Regions from separate parts of the Mus musculus genome. Here all the other regions are linked to region 1. The links are chromatin contacts, called in public ChIA-PET and promoter capture Hi-C maps. All regions are on one chromosome and are shown on one strand. The core of a region is the stretch at or near the end of the contact, and the rest is flanking DNA. Distances in the headings are between cores, read along the strand shown. Region 1 holds the start of Hdac6 (histone deacetylase 6). Region 2 holds the start of Wdr45 (WD repeat domain 45). Region 3 holds the start of Gpkow (G patch domain and KOW motifs). Region 4 holds the start of Ccdc120 (coiled-coil domain containing 120). Region 5 holds the start of Tbc1d25 (TBC1 domain family, member 25).

Region 1 (3,167 bases), core at 479-2,978:
AAGGACGGCTCCTGCTAGTTAGGCGAGGACCCTCTAACAATCTAACGTCTAGCCAAGTGTAGTGGCTCGTTTGGGAAATCTGAGCACTCGAGAGGCTAAGACAGGAGGCTTATCAAAGGTTTGAGGCTGACATAGACTACATAGTGAGTTCCAGGCTGCCTAGGCTACAGAGACCTGGAGTGCCCAGTCATTTGGTCTTCATTGAACAGTTTATACCGCTGTTGGGGGTTTAATGATCTCCCTGCACACTCACCGGCCAGCGGAGAAGGGACTTTTCTATTGCTCACATCTATCACTAAGTCTCGGCACACAGGAGACTCTTGATAACTGTTTATTGGCTTAACAGAGAAATCTTTCAAGAATGATCCCCATCTCCCTAAATCACCTGCTTCCAGACTACAGGCTAGAAGCAGCAAAAATTCACTCTTGTTTGTGAGAAGAAAGGGGCACTTGTGGAAATGTTCTAGTTTGGGGATCATTTGGAGGTGCCAGCCTCACCCACCTGTCATCCCAAAGGCAATGGAAGTCATTTAGTTGTTCATCAAACACCAATCCAGTACCAACTGGCACTCTTGTCTCAGGGTTCAGATCCTGCAGGGGCAAAGAAAAGAAACCCAGATTCACTCTGGACTACAATCAGAGAAAACACTTCATACCATCGGTCCTGGATGGGGGGGGGGAGGGGGGGGAATCACTGTTTTGTTTGGTAAAGAAGGCCAAGTTGCAGCCAGGTCTCTCTCACCAGCCCTTGAAGCCCCACAACTAGGTCCTCTTCAGCTGGTTGGCTCAGCTTCTTCATTTTGCCTTTCTTCTTTACCTCCGCTAGATTGGGGCTGGAGTGGGGTACAGCACACTTCTTTCCACCACGCTTCTGCCAATCAGACAGAAAAATCAGAGTCTGGACATGGCTGGCTGGCTTCACCCTCCACCCCCCCCCCCCATCAGGGCAGGTCTGGGGCCTCACCAAGGTGGCGCTGGATTCCTGAAGGGGTGACTGGGGATTGTGCCTACTCTTTCGCTGTCTAGTAGAAGAATCTTGGCCGGTGGAGGTCATGGCTGAAGAGCCTCAGCTCCTGGAAAGGCTCTAGCAAAGGTGTAGTTGGTGAGGCAGCTGGAGTGTCCAGAGGACCCCACATCCCTGTCCCTTCCTCGGCCCCGCCCCCTAGTCTAGATCGCAGCCTTCACCGGGTCCATTCCCGAGCCTTCTAAACCGCCCCCACCCCCCAGGCCATCTTCTGCTAGAGGAAACCTGGTCCTGTCCGGTCCCCCTGGACCTCGCTGCTTTTATCCGATTCTCTTTCCTCATTTTGCCTATTCACTAAACGAGGTAACCCCAGGCTCAATCAGGCTCTTCTTAGGCCTGCCCTACCCAATCACCGCCCCCCCCCCATCCACTTCCCACATCCTTTCATACCTCTAATCTGCGCCCGGAACGCTTGGCTTCTGCAACCTGCCCGCTTCAGCCTATTTCCCCAGAAAAATCACCCACCTTTCTAGTCCGCCAGACCGGGCTGCCGCGGCCTCGGCAGCACCTTTAAAGACTCACTCAACTCCACCTCCTGCAGGGCCGAACCAGCGCCTTCCACTCGCGCAGATCTCGCCCCGAGCTTTCCCCGTGCCCCGCTGCTCCGAGGACTGCCCCTTTCGATCAGAATCCTTCAGACCCCACCCCCTTCCCAGACGCCTACCGTTTAACCAGGCTCCCTCAGCCCCTTCCAAGCCTCCGCCCATCTCCCGCCCAGCCACCGACGCTGGCCAATCCTTCCGTCCCTACTCACTGAGCTCTGCCTCCTTTTCAAACTCCGCCCTAGGCTCACGCCGCCAAATTCCCGGCGACCTGTGTGGCCCCGGGCACCTGATCCCTTCTTTTCCATTGGGCTGAGCTTTTTCATTTGCCCGCCCACGTCCAGCCCCCAACATGGATTCAGTCCGCCCACAACGCTTCAGGCGCAAACCACACCTCTCGCGAGCTTGGCCATGGAAACTGATCATACTGCGCCTGCGTGGGGTGCTACTCCCTAGTTCGAGACCCGGATCTGCCCCTAGCGCTACCACCCCTCCCCACACACACGCACGCACACCCCACCCCCGCATTCGCCGCTGCGGTCGTTCTGACTGGCTATGGCTGCCAGTCTCAAGTCCAGGCTAGTCATCCTAGGAGACCTACGGATCCACATCAGTTGTGTTGTGCAGTGATTCGAGAACAAATCAAAGAAGCTAGATTCCCGAGCTGCTTTTGGCGTTGACGTAACTCGCGCCTGCGGGTGACTAGTTGGAGATAAACGCTAATAATAGACTTTGGCTGGTGGCAGCCAAAATGAGCGTGATAGTAAATGCTGATAAGTTTCTGAGCTGGTGGCCACTGCGATGGTATTCAAGAAGCATCCCCAAATGTTAGCTATTAATGTTCTGCAGCGGAAATGGGGACTGGAAGGAGTCTCTACGAGGTGAGGCAGGGGTGGGGCTGCTCACTATGTCAGAAAGCCCGACTTTCGTGAGGTAGTTTGCATTGTAAAGCTGCTCTGTAGACTACACACACGGGGACTTAGATTTAGATCTTGGACAGGTCACAGTTCTGTCCTGTTTCCTTACCTGGAAAATTGAGATGCTAGTACCAAGGCCAGAATGGACTTTCGAAGGACAGTGTCTCCTGAATGGGAGCTCAGCCTACCTGTCCCCCTCCACCGAGTCATCAAACTTACAGCATGTGGTGGACCGAGGAAGGAAAATTGTCCCTGTGACTCTTTGAGATGGCCATCCCTTCTAAGTATAAATCCCACAGGTGGCCGAGTTGTCCTGATCTCCCCATGTCAAGGACATCGTTTCCTAAGGACCTGTTGGCAGAGACCAGAAAGAATCCATCTGGAGTTCTGCATCACTGACTAGCAAATAGATTGACAGTTCCATACTCCAGCAGCCAGACCCTCTGAACCTCTTGCAAATGCCAGTTTCAGTCCTCCATGTTCTCAGCACAGAACATGTTCTCAGCACGGGCTATCTAAATCTACACACACTAAAGAAAATAATAATAATACCTAAAAACATTCTAGGATGGTGATGCCCGCCAGCCGAACAATAGAGACGGTTCCTGCACAACGGGGCTCAGTAAACCTTATAAAAGCTAAGATTGCAAATAGCTTAGGCTTTGCATCCACATCTAATCTTTA
Region 2 (3,287 bases), core at 329-2,828, 230 kb before region 1:
CTTGTCTTTGTCTCTTATTCCCTGCCCTCTGCCCCTCTGGGATAAATAAATCTTTTTTGCTGAGAACTTGGTCTTGGGTCCTGAGCTGATACTTCTCCTTTCATTAATAAAGCCTTCACCTCAATGAACAAAATACAAGGGTGACTGAGAATGGTTCCCAATGTCAACACTGGGCCCCCACATGTATACATACTCATGCATGTGTGCCTACACACACATGCAAAATGATACATACACACACATGCACCACATGTATACACACACACAGAGAAATGGAAACAGTCAAAGAAAGGGAGTGTTGGCTGTGATTATTGTTTAACACATTTGATAGGTAAGGAAGCCAGGGCTCAGTGGGATTCAGCAACTTGCCTGTGGATGCACAGCTAAAGAATGGTACAGTAGCCGGGAGGAGGGAATCTTCTAAGGATATGGGATATAGAATAGAATCATATAAAGGGATAACAGGGGAAACTACAACAGAAGGATTAAGTATGGAGGTCAGTATAGAGGAGGGACTATAGAAAGGAAGGGGTGATTAAGACTAAAGGTCTTTAGGCCAGGCTGTGGTGGCGCACACCTTTAATCCCAGCACTTGGGAGGCTGAGGCAGGTGGATTTCTGAGTTTGAGGCCAGCCTGGTCTACAGAGTGAGTTCCAGGACAGCCAGGGCTATACAGAGAAACCCTGTCTCGAAAAAAATAAAAAAAAACATAAAAATTAAAATAAGTAAAGACAGAAGCAGAGTGTTAACTATTATGGCTCTGATTATGGTAAATGCAAGGTAGTTCCCCATTCTTCTTTCCCTTTTATTGACTTTTTTTTGTAACTCAGGATGGCACAAACCCTCCGATCCTGTTTCAACAGCCAGTACTAACTCGTTTATTATTTCTCACAACTGTCGTGCATATTGCACTTATCTCAACACTCTAATATTTCCAGTGTGCAATTTGGGGCCTTTTGTGTTTCCATGTAAGCATTCTCTGTTTGTAGCTTTTGTTAAAAAAGACAGGACCTCATGTAGCCCAAGACAACCTCGACTGTCCCTCGCCAACTACTAGCACTACAGGTGTGTGAGCAATCACGCCCGGAGCACTCACATTTTACGGTAACAAAGGATCTTTTTGTAAAGAGCTAGGAATAGGGTGGGGAAAAGAAAGTAAAATTCCACTCTTATCTTTCCCCTACTCAAGCTGATCTCAACTTTCAAGATCTTTTATTCCAGCCAGGAGCACCCAGAGCCACAAGGTAAACAAACATTGATAGCCACTCTAGCCCAACTCGGAGAACTCGTTAGCCTGGGAGGTTTGCCCCTCTATCTCTCCGTGAGTTAACGAGTTCAATGCTTGGCCCGCTTCCGTTTGGGGGTGGGGGCAAGCCCTTTCCCGGGTTCCCTTAGACAGTCCTGCCTTTGGGCAGTCTTTTGTGCCTCCAGTCCCCTAATCCGCCCTCATTCTTTTTCCGGAACTTCCCTCGGAGGACTCTACTACTGCTCGGGATGCTCCACAGGTCCGCCAAGTGGGTGAGAAGAGCCCTGGCTGGAGTCTCTGCCCAGAATGAGTCACTTCCGTTCACAGACTCCCTCCTCCGGAAGTAAGACCTGATGTAAACAGCAGAGCTGGGCACCAAAGCCCGGGAGGTCAGAAATTTGTGCCGCAGGCGGCACCAACGGCTAGGGCAGGGGTCGGGGAGGGGTGATCAAGTCGGCAGAGGTGACGCGCATCTGGAGCAAGATCCAAGGGTTGGTCACGGTCATGGGTTGGGTGTTTCTACTAGAGGTCTTGACAGGTGATGGATGGCTGGGGATATGGGGGCTTGAGTCGGTGCTGTCTTGGAAAGGATCATGGCTTTTGGGAGAGGGTGAGGCGTTTCAATTAGGGTTCTTCGTTAGTGTGGGCATTTGGAGCATAGATTTAAAAAGGGCTCTTGGAAGCTAGTGCTCTCCAGAGTATGGCTCATGTAGAAGCAAGACCCAAGTTTTACGCGAGAAAAGTAGATTTGCGATCTTAGCTGATAGGTGTGCCTGAAGAGAGGTCTTGGAAGAGATGGGATTTGAAAAAAGGACGAGGTTTTTAGGGCAGGAATGTTTAGGGGAGGGAGTCAGAGCAGCAGCAGCAGCAGCATTGGTAGGTTGAGGTTTTCCTAGGCAGGATATGGGTTTTTTTTTTGGGAGGGGGTGGGGCTAGCGTGCCCTAGGGCAGAACCTTCAAGAGATAGCATGGAGACAAAAGGGACAAATTTTAGGGGGAGGGGACTCATGAGTAACATTGTGTAAGCTTAGGGGTCGTGGGTAGACAGTATAGGGAATGGAATGTGTCACATGTGAAGAATTTGGAATGTCAGAGTAATGCCTCGGGTGTGGGGTAGGGTGTGGATTGGTCTTTAGGACTTAAGTAGAGGGAGTGGAGGGGGTTCTCAGGCTTGCCTTTGCCTTGAGAGTTGGTCATATGAGAGAAGGGTTTGGGGAAAGTATGCTGCATGGGAGGATGTAAATGAGATACCCTGGAGGCGAATAAGCCTCCAGGTAAAGTTAGAAGGGCTTGAGGAGGGCAGTTCTGTGGGTGATGGGCCATTCACGGCAGTGAAGATGCAGGAAACCTTAGCTTTTTTTTTTTTTTTTTGTTTTTTTTTTTTTTTTTTTTGAAACCTTAGCTTTTGTTCCACTATTTATTGACAGGTGGAGTTGGGTGCCGGTGTGCAGATGAATAGCTTGTAGAGAGGTTTGAGGTCATATCAAACATTAGAGCTAAGAATGGCTGGGAGGGGGGAGGAGGTACCATGGGATATTCCCTACCCCATTACCCCATGCTTGGTGTTTGTGCCTGTTATGAGGCTTTTTGTCATTATGGGCCGGGATACGTTCTGCCTGTGGTCTTGGTTTAAACAGATACTCTGAGGTATCCTCCACTTGTTTTTGTTTTTTACAGTCTGGCAAAGAAAAGTATCAAAATGGGGAGGAAGCCAGGCGTGGTGGCATACGCCTATAATCCCATCCCTCAGGAAGTGGAGGCTGGAGGACTGCTGGGAATTGAAGGCCAGCCTGTGCTACATAGGGAGTACCAGGACAGCCAGGGATACATAGCAAGACCCTATCTCAAAACAAAATAGACCAAGTGGTGAGGAAGAAGAAATGATTTGGGGGACAGAAGTTGTAGGACTTCAGAGAGGACACTGGGGAACTCTTCACAATGCTGTCTTTTCTTGCGCCTAGGAAGGCCGTCCTGAATCATGACTCAGCAGCCACTTCGAGGTGTGACCAGCCTACATTTCAACCAAGACCAAAGTAAGCTT
Region 3 (2,837 bases), core at 36-2,535, 250 kb before region 1:
GGAAAAGGTTTTATTTGGCTTACACTTTCACATCACTGTTCATCATTGAAGGACAAGAACTCAAACACGGCAGGAACCTGGATGGGTACTGCTTACTGGCTTGCTCCCTGTGGCATGCTCAACCTGCTTTGTTACAGCACCCAGGACCACCAGCCCAGGGATAACACCACCCAAATGGGCTAGGCCCTCCTCTATTAATCACTAATTGAGAAAATGCCCTATAGCTGGATTTTATAGAAGCATTTCCTCGGGGCTGGCAAGATGGTTCAGTGGTTAAAAGCATTGACTACTCTTCCAAATGGGTCCTGAGTTCAAATCCCAGGAACCACATGGTGGCTCACAACCATCTATAATGAAATCTGACTCCCTCTTCTGGAGTGTCTGAAAACAGCTACAGATAATAATAGATAAATAAATCTTTTTTTAAAAAAAAGCATTTCCTCAACTGAGACTCCTTCCTCTCTGACTACTCCAGCTTGTCTCAAGTTGACACACAAAACCAGCCACTGCACAGTTATTCACTTTACATATAATTAGATAAAATTTGTTTTCATATTTTATTCATTTGTTCATGTTTACATGTATATGTGTTCATGCATAGCATGGCACTTGTGGTGCCGTCAGAGGCAACTAGTGGCTAACTCTATCTTTTTACTATGTAGGATCTTCAAGAACTCAGGTCTTCAGCTTTTGTAGCAGACACTATTACCCATTAAGTCATCTTGTGTAAATGAAACTTTTTTTTTTGGGGGGGGGGGTTCGAGACAAGGTCTCTCTGTGTACCCCTGGCTGTCCTGAACGCCTGCCTCTGCCTCCCAAGTGCTGGGATTAAAGGTGTGCGCCACCACTGCCCGGCAGTAAATGTAACTTTTATTTGCCTGATGTAATTGTTGTCTCCATGGTTTACTGCTTTCATCTGCTAAAGTAGACCTAGCCCTGGAAGCCTCCAGCCTCTATCAGTAAGGTTCACATTGTGGAAGCACATTATGAGTTTTATTTATTTTGTTTTGTGTATATAAACATTTTGCCTGAATTTATGTTCGTGCATCACATGCGTGCATGGTGCCTGAGGATGTCGGGAAAGGGTATAGGATACTCTAGAACTGAATTCATAGCGGTTGAATACCGAGGAATAACCTAATCAATCTTCCACAGCGGCTATACCACTGAGAACTACATTTCCCAGGATGCCGTATGGCACGTTCCTATGACGTTTCAAAGAGTTTCTGCGCCCTGATTCCTGTTTCCCACGGCTACAAGGCACTTGTCTTTGAGGCGTTGCATGCTGGGATTGATTCTTACGTTTCCCGGCCAGCCCCTCACGGCTCGAGCTAAACTTCCCAGCAAGCGGAGCGCTCGCCTGTGACTCGAGCGAAGATGGCGGGCCGTGAGAGTCCGCCGCCGTCTGCCCCGTCAATGGCTCCAATTTCTTTCGGGTTCACTCGCACGTCTGTCCGGAGGCGACTGGCAGACCTCGGAGATAGCGAAAGACAGGCCCCAGAGGAGAAAGATTTCTTGGCGACCGTGGAAGGGAGGAAGCTGCAGAGGTGAAACGCCGGGTCTTTCGCGTTTTGGAAATCTGTGAAATGGGCTTAAGCAGGAGGGCAGAGTAAGAGTTGTTTGTCCTGGTGACAGTGGCCTGGAAAGCCTGAAACACTGCCTCGGGAAATTTATGGAGGTAACCAGGAGTGGCGGCAAACGCCTATAAGTCAGGACCTGGGAGGCTGGCGCAGGAGGATCAGGAATTGAACGCTAGCCTGGGCAACTAAAAAACAAACAGGAAGAACATAAGAATGTAAGGGCAAGAAGAGGGAGGTTTGTTAGGTGGGTGAAATGGGGCCTGAGAACCAGAGGTATAGATTCCTCAGAAAAAATGTCGTTGGGACTTGAGTATGTGTGCCTTTTGAGAAAGGGAAAGGAGGGAAAAATGACAGGATTCTTCCTGTCTCAGCTGAAATTGTGGGAGCTTCTCCGATTTGGAGAACTAGGCAAATTCAAGTCTGGGGAGGCCATCAGCAGTATAATTAAGTAAGAAACAAAGGTCCGAAAGGCCTAAGTGGGGGACTTGTAAAAGGCAGCTTGCCGGCCCGGAACCGGGAAGAATCTGGACTAAAGATGGTGATTTTTAGGCCATTGTGGTTGAAGGCCTAAGGCTGATTCCCACAAGACATACTTAAAGAGATCCATGGTTGTAATTCCAGCACTAGGGGATTGCACCAGGCTGACTGAGAGTTTATAAGACCAGCCTGAGCTAAATCGTGAGATGTCTCAAAAAAAAAAAAAAAAAAAAAAAAACGAGTGGACCTGTGAATAGTAACCTGTGAACATGGTCCATAGGACTGGGCATTGATCTTTCTTTCTTTCTTTCTGGCCATTGAAATTGATTTTCTTTGTTTCCTAACCTCCTTTCTATCTTGATATTTATACTTTCTTTCTTTGGAGGGGGCGTCAAGACAGGGTTCCTCTGCATCCTGGCTGTCCTGGAACTCACCCTGTAGATCGGGCAGGCCTTGAACTCAGAGATCCTCCTGCTTCTGCCTCCTGAGTGCTGCTGGAATTAAAGTCATGCGTCACCACTGCCGGCCTGATATTTCTGCTTTGTGACATGTCTACTTTCCCAACCTTTTTTCTCTCCCGACATAAGTGTGAACCCTCCAGAAGCCCCCAAGGAGCTGGTTATCCCGTTGATCCAGAATGGCTCTCGCAGGCAACCTCTGTCCAAGAACCCTAAGCCATCCTCAGAAACTAGCACCGTGTTGATGTCAGACGGTGTGTTGTCCCAGGCTGTGAAGGAACTCATTGAGGGTGAGTGGACCCTGTCTCTTTGCTCTGCCCCA
Region 4 (3,325 bases), core at 13-2,512, 210 kb before region 1:
TCGGAAAACTTTCACAAGGCTTGCCTGAACCCTTCTCCACCCCAACAGAAAGCTAACTCCTCCCACCTTGGGTCCATTTACCCGTTCACCAACATTGTCTCATGTTTCACATCAGAGGGCCTCCGTCCTTCCTTCTTTAGAAAATTAGAGTATCCCGGAGTCGACACAGGGTCCAGTCAGGAACCCCGACTCCACCCCATCAGTCTGACCTCAGGGACATAGTTATGGCATGAGTCATTGGGTCACTAGGCAGGCTAGACATGGATCAACGCCCCACACCTCCATACCTGACTCAGGAACCTTTGCTTCTACTCTTCCATGTTCTGTACACTTGGAACTTCAGACTGCCTGACATCAGACAGAGATAGTAAGAAGGCAATCTACCACATTCCAGCATCACTACCATGCCCTCATATGAACCTCTGAGACCCTCCTGCCCACACCAGAGCTTTGCCTTGTCATTCTGTGGTCCTGTTACGGGCTTAGGTTGCAGCAAGCGAGCTACAGAGGGCACATGCGGGGAAACACACACACACAGAGGCAGGCCCAGCAGGTTTTTCAGGTCTGCCCTTCTGACACCACGGCTGAGAAAAATTCCTGGCTGTAATGACTGTTTACAACCAAGATACTTCACCTGGGTGGCACTCCAACACTGTCAATGAGAGCCCCATTTCCACATCCTGCCACCACTTGAGCAAATGCACACAGAGTCTGGACCTGATCCCCATTGCTCCCCCAAACATACAGCACACCCCCTTCAATTACTCTGGCTGAACAAACAAACAGAGGGACAAGCAGATACAGATGCCTGAACAACAGTGGTATCTAATCGGTTCAGCTCGTCTTCTCTGAGGCACTAGTCCTGATAAAAAGGGGGAGAGGGGCCGAGAAGAGAAGGCTGAGTCTCTGCCCCGTCCTTCCTCCTCCATTTTCCAACCAAGAATTATTTTGATATCAAGAAAGGAAAATGGACACGTGAGGCTTTGCCCTGGTCCCCTGATCCTCCCATACTGAACACCACCCCTCCTATCGCTACCCTATATTCTCAGGGTCCTCCTTCCTCAGATCTGGATCTCTAGAAGGGAACTTCCTCAGTTCCTGTGCCATTACCCTATCTCACGGCCCTGCCCCATTGCTCGCTGGTACTCACCAATGCCCTAGTGCTGGATGGCAGCCTCAAATATTTCCAAAAGAACAGTTGTCTCGTCCAGGCCCTAGCTTTCCTGGCAGTACAAGTGAACAGCAGTGACTGCTGTCTTGGCTACCTCCCACTAGGTAAAGGCCCAACCTACCTGGACAGGATGGGGTTGGCCCACACCTTTTAACCCTTACCTGCCCGCTTCCAGGGCTAGGGTCACCCCTGGGAAGGCAGTCTGGGGGACCAGGTGCCTCGGGGAGCCCAATATGGTCAAGGAGAAAGCATAGAATGCTTTCCTCACTGCGGATATCTAAGAGATAACTGGCCAATAAGCTCTAAGAATTGTGGGAGGAGCCACTGCCCAAATCCCCAGGCCACTGGAGCCTGCCTACACCCCGGGACATGGGGGCTAGGAAACTGTGAAATAGACAAACAGACATAGACATGGACACACACACACACACACACACACACACATATCTTGGATCAATTTCTCCCATAATTAGGATGATGATTTTCTAAGCTGCAGAGAGAAGTTGACCTTTCTAAGGAGAGACCAGATCTTAAGACACTCCCACCTTCTGTACTCCAGGAACAAATAAACCTAGGAAACACCATCATCTATACCCTACAACCTGAGGGGCGGCACAGAGCCAGCCTCCGCTGAGCTCTGAGCCATGGTAGAAATGGGAGGCCTGACTGAGAACATACTAATGTAAAGGCACAGGAAAGAGCCAGCTGGGGTGGGACACACCTTCCTTTAATCCCAGCACTCAGGAGGCAGAGGCAGGCAGCTCTGAGTTCGAGACCAGCCTGGTCTACAGAACTAGTTCCAGGACAGCCAGGGCTACACAGAAACAAACAAACAAAGAAACAAAAACAACCATAAGAAGGAGCAGAACCAGAGTACTAGACTGGGCCCTGCGCTAGAGGAGCCACTGGCTACTCCTGAAAGGAGAAAGAATACGAAGACTCAACTTTATCCATGTTCTCCCTGTTAACATTTCTAGCCTGGAGCGAAGCAGACAGGGAAATAAATTGAAAACTCTAAGTCCCTCTAATGCCCTTCAACACAACCCTACCTGGGCCCTAAGCTTGTCTTGGGCACATACCAAACATGCTGTACTCCAGGTAAGACAATCTATTTTGTGACCTCAGAACCCAAACCTAACCCCTATAGCAGCCGCTGCCATGTATGAACAGGGAGGGTTTTAGGGGTGTTCCCTGTTGGGGAGGAGAGCCTAGAGAAGAGTTCCCCCAGTCACATGTTATCAAGGCCTGCTGCCCCAGGTGCCCACCTTTCTTCCGGGTTATGAAATGTATGTGTGGAACACAAAGGCCCTTTCCATCTCCTTCCTCCCTTCTCCCTCCTTTGGACTGCTAGTGGAGGCAAGGAGCAAGCTGACATCCTCTTGGCAGCCATGGACCCCTCCCCACCCCCCTTGCAGGAGGCCACCAAGCATGTTGGGAAATGGATTTTTTTTCTTAAGTTTTTGTTTTTCAAGACATGGTTTCTCTGTGGAACAGAGCCCTGGCTGTCCTGGACTTTTTTGTAGACGAGGTTGGCCTCAAACTAACAGAAATCTGCCTGCCTCTGCTTCCTGAGTGCTGGGATTAAAGGTGTGTACCACTACAGACAGCTGGGAAAATGGATGTTTATAACCAGGGACAAGAGAAATGAAAAATTAGGAAAATAATTCAGATAGAGCCTCAGAGTTTTGGTTACCTCATCTGTAAAATGGACAAAATAGACAACAGGGTCCACAAGAACATATAACTCACACCAAATCATTAATGGCCAATCATAAGAACAAGATATTTGGAATTAGAGAGGTGGTTCAATATTTAAAGGGTGTATGTGTGTGTGTATAACATGTATAATATACAGTATGTCTAATATTACATATTAGACATATAATATATAATATATAATATACATGTATCATATACTATATATCATATATTATATAATATATAATATACATATATATAATATATACATACATGTGTATATTATATATAATATACATACACACATACATATACACTGTTCCTCCGGAAGACCTGAGTTCGATTTGAGCATCCATATAGTAGCTCACAACCTCCTATAAATCCAATTCCAGGGAAATTCAACATCTCTCAGGTACCTGTGCACATGCACCACACACACACACACACACACACACA
Region 5 (3,295 bases), core at 540-3,039, 230 kb after region 1:
AAACCAAACCCCAGAAACCTGGCAGTGACTTTTAAGATGAGCGCCCTGCTTCATCTTCCCACTCACCCATTTAAGTCAAAGGCTCGGATGAGGATGTGCTGCAACACGTCCAGCGAGGTGATCTGAGGATCCACCGCAAAAGAGCGGAACTCAGGGGACAAGAAGCTCTCACATTTCTGTGGAAAGAGGACAGGGGGAGGCCATGAGGGGGCACATCACCGTGTGGAAAGGGTGGGTAAGGTAAAGAGTGGCAGAAGGCAGGAGTCGAAGACAGGGGAGGGACCAGGTTTTAGGTGAGATGTTCTTGGTTTTTGTTCTGGGCGAGGGGAAGTCACAGGAAGTCTCTGCGCAGAGAAAAGATGATATGTCCTTTGAATTTACAGGGTCCATGTTTGCTCTGCCAAAGCAGACTGGCAGGAACGAAGGCTAATGCAGTAGTCCAGGTGTCCAGTCCTTCCAGAGTCCCTTAAATATGGTTGCCAGAATCACCATGTCCAGCTTGACACAATCAAATCAGTGACTCCCCCCCACCCCCCATAGTGCAAATCTCCCTGTAACACTGTTTGTTGCTCAGATCCTTCTTCAACAGCAAACCTAGGTGCTGGAGCTAGCCCTCCCTCCACTCTGAGATGTATTTATGGCTCTACTGGTATCAAACTGTTGAGAGTTCCTTTGAGTACATGCTTTCCAGACTTCTGTGTGCTGACCTCTCTCAGAGTGAACATCCTTCCCACTTCATCTGGCTTACTAAAACCTTTGCCTTAGAGCGCTAACACCCCAAAAGTGATCTCTGGCACTCCAGTCTGAGCCACCGGTCACTGCTTGCAGGTATCACAACGGGTTCCTTCCTCAGAGTGTGTTATATGTCACAAGCTGTCCTATGTGCCCTTCTCCCTCCTGATTGTCTATTACTTTTGCCCCCAGGCTTCCTTCTCCAACAATATGGGAACCTACAGGAACATACCACACTCATCTAGGTGTTCCCTCTACCTAGAACTCTTCTCCCATCCTAAATGCATATGCTAACATTTTGTTATTATTATTATTATCCAGGTCTCTGTGACTTGAGTCCTCTTTAGGGGATTTTCCTATACAGCTTTGGGTAAAGTAACTCCCTAGAGATCCTAACCTTTCCTATCACTTTCTCCTGATATTCACCAATGTTCAAAATATCTCATTTAATTGTTTTTGTCCCCCTCCCACAAGCACGTGGGCTCAGGGGTGGGACATGGACAAAAGTGAACTCTCAATAGCTATTTGTTGACTGACTTTAGGACTATCCCTTCTGACAGCGACAGCACCTCCTTCCTTCCTCTGGACTCCAGAGGCCCCTCCGGTAACCCTACAACCCACCTCTCTACCCGTAGGCTCCACCCATCCACTCCATTGGCCCTGTCTCCTCTACAGTTCCACACCCAACGACAAGTCCCCAAAACCCACGCCTTCATTCTATCAATTCCGCTCTCCAGCCTCGCCCCCAGTCTCCAAGTCACGCCCCAAATTTCAGGTCTGATGCTCTATCCTAGGACAGTTACGGTCTTTTCGTCCACTGGGCGCCCAAGCAGGCTAGCCTCACCTTGACTCGGACCCGTACCACCTCACGCTCCTCCTCCTCAACCGCCGCGGCCGCCTGGGCACCTCCGACGGGCGGGGGCGCTGCCGAGCACGCCGAGTCCGAGGCCGCGGAGGTGGTTGCCATCCCGCCGCTGTCGTCTCTGTCCAGGTGATAACCGATAGTTACCCGTACCCTAACGTACACCCAACAGTGCGGGCGCCCGCGGCCCCACCTTGCACCAGAGCGCAGGCGCAGAGGTGCTGTAGGACCCTGCCCCTCCCACCTGGCTTGGGCTGGAGGTCGCATCTGAGCATGCGCCTAGAGTGCTCTTGCCTGGAACCCCGCCTCCCAGAGTGGAGAATTTTACTTTTTACTGCCTGTGTGTAAGTGCCTGTCCAGGTCCTGCCTGGCCCGGTCCGTGGCGCCGTTGTTTTGGCAGTTTACTTCCGGATTCATGAACCGCCGCGTTAAACGGACGAGCTTGAGAGAGACAAGAGGGAGGCAAGGAGGCCACAGCGTGCTGACATAAACGTTCCAGAACCGGCTTTGAATTGCCACGTGCCTTTGGTGACAGATGATGTCATCGGTTTCAAATACTTCCCTTCGAATTAATATCCTGAAGGGGGAAAATAGTACTCTAAAGATTTTTTTGTTTAGTTTTTTTCCTTTCTTCCTTTCTTCCTTTCTTTCTAAACAGAATCTCACTAATTTCCCAGAGATAATTTGAACTTCAGTTTTTTTTTTAACCTCAGACTTCCAAGAACTTCCAGGTGTGTGCCACCTTCTCCATGCCCACCTCCCAATCTCTTAATTTACACTTATATTCAAGGATAAAGTTTTACACACGTCTAAATCCTTGTTTATACTTCCTTAAGTAATTTACCAAAAAACAAACATTGTATGCTTTCTGAAGGTCCTACTTCTTTCCTAAACTTTTTTTCCAGGTTTTTTTGTTGTTGTTATTTTTTGTGACATTTTCATATAGTTCAGGCTAACCTTCAGACTCTGTCTCAAAAGTGCTGGACCTACATTGTCTTTGTTTTGTTTTGTTTTGTTTTGTTTTTTCGAGACAGGGTTTCTCTGTATAGCCCTGGCTGTCCTGGAACTCACTCTGTAGACCAGGCTGGCCTCGAACTCAGAAATCCACCTGCCTCTGCCTCCCAAGTGCTGGGACTAAAGGCGTGTGCCACCACTGCCCGACCCTACATTGTCTTTGTTTTACTTAATCATTACAGTTTGTTGAGGTCAGCCCTGTTATAAGCTCTATCTGGTTTATCTCATTGATAGAGCATATGTCTAGTATACAGGAGGTCCACAGCACTTCAGTCACAATAAAAATATGTGTTTGTTAAATATGAGTTAGATCGTTGAACACATCTTATGCTTTTTGTTTATTTATTTGCTTATTTGTTTGTTTTTTCAAGACAGGGTTTCTCTATGTAGCACTGGCTGTCCTGGAACTCTGAAGACCAAGTTGGCTTCAAACTCACAGATATCCTACTGTCTCTGTCTCCTGAGTGTGGGGATTAAAGGTGTGTGGCCACCCCAGCCCAGTGTCTTAAGCTCTTTGAGAAAAAAATGAGATAGGTTTTCACTATGAAGTTCTGGCTGACCTGAGACTCTCCATGTAGACTAAGCTGGCCTGGAACTCTCTTCCTCCAGACTGCTAAGATTAAAAATGGACATTACCACAGCCAGCGGGGGAGTTCAAATCTTTTTCTATATTTATTTACTTATTTA

Evidence for each region. ChIA-PET counts read pairs in DNA pulled down with a chosen protein or histone mark. Capture Hi-C pulls out chosen DNA fragments and counts their contacts.
Region 2: a contact with region 1 is called in a promoter capture Hi-C map of liver. The contact joins the promoter of Wdr45 here to the promoter of Hdac6 in region 1. A contact is called at or near these places in 1 of 39 promoter capture datasets (liver), 2 of 484 Hi-C or Micro-C datasets (CD8 T cells and uterus), 1 of 115 datasets of contacts at active chromatin or transcription factors (embryonic stem cells) and 2 of 9 other capture datasets (adipose tissue and liver).
Region 3: an RNA polymerase II ChIA-PET map of memory CD8 T cells shows a contact between it and region 1, with 24 read pairs. The contact joins the promoter of Gpkow here to the promoter of Hdac6 in region 1. A contact is called at or near these places in 1 of 115 datasets of contacts at active chromatin or transcription factors (memory CD8 T cells) and 1 of 9 other capture datasets (adipose tissue).
Region 4: a promoter capture Hi-C map of liver shows a contact between it and region 1. The contact joins the promoter of Ccdc120 here to the promoter of Hdac6 in region 1. A contact is called at or near these places in 1 of 39 promoter capture datasets (liver), 1 of 484 Hi-C or Micro-C datasets (CD8 T cells) and 2 of 9 other capture datasets (adipose tissue and liver).
Region 5: a contact with region 1 is called in a promoter capture Hi-C map of adipose tissue. The contact joins the promoter of Tbc1d25 here to the promoter of Hdac6 in region 1. A contact is called at or near these places in 2 of 115 datasets of contacts at active chromatin or transcription factors (embryonic stem cells and memory CD8 T cells) and 3 of 9 other capture datasets (adipose tissue, liver and pancreatic islet).

Annotation. Positions count from the first base shown.
Region 1 is chrX:7,946,161-7,949,327 of GRCm38.p6, forward strand. Hdac6 (histone deacetylase 6) reads right to left here and starts at 1,729. Exons shown (of 29, transcript NM_001130416.1): 1 at 1,490-1,729; 2 at 965-1,084; 3 at 743-871; 4 at 503-591. The coding sequence starts at 1,054. It overlaps Gm39488 (a long non-coding RNA gene), which reads left to right and starts at 1,985. Exons shown (of 4, transcript XR_878039.3): 1 at 1,985-2,447.
Region 2 is chrX:7,720,642-7,723,928 of GRCm38.p6, forward strand. It overlaps Wdr45 (WD repeat domain 45), which reads left to right and starts at 1,579. Exons shown (of 11, transcript NM_001290792.1): 1 at 1,579-1,737; 2 at 3,208-3,279. The coding sequence starts at 3,225.
Region 3 is chrX:7,695,849-7,698,685 of GRCm38.p6, forward strand. Gpkow (G patch domain and KOW motifs) reads left to right here and starts at 1,286. Exons shown (of 11, transcript NM_173747.3): 1 at 1,286-1,547; 2 at 2,645-2,805. The coding sequence starts at 1,378.
Region 4 is chrX:7,740,062-7,743,386 of GRCm38.p6, forward strand. Ccdc120 (coiled-coil domain containing 120) reads right to left here and starts at 1,263. Exons shown (of 10, transcript NM_207202.2): 1 at 1,151-1,263.
Region 5 is chrX:8,174,135-8,177,429 of GRCm38.p6, forward strand. It overlaps Tbc1d25 (TBC1 domain family, member 25), which reads right to left and starts at 1,790. Exons shown (of 6, transcript NM_172478.4): 1 at 1,577-1,790; 2 at 67-176. The coding sequence starts at 1,699.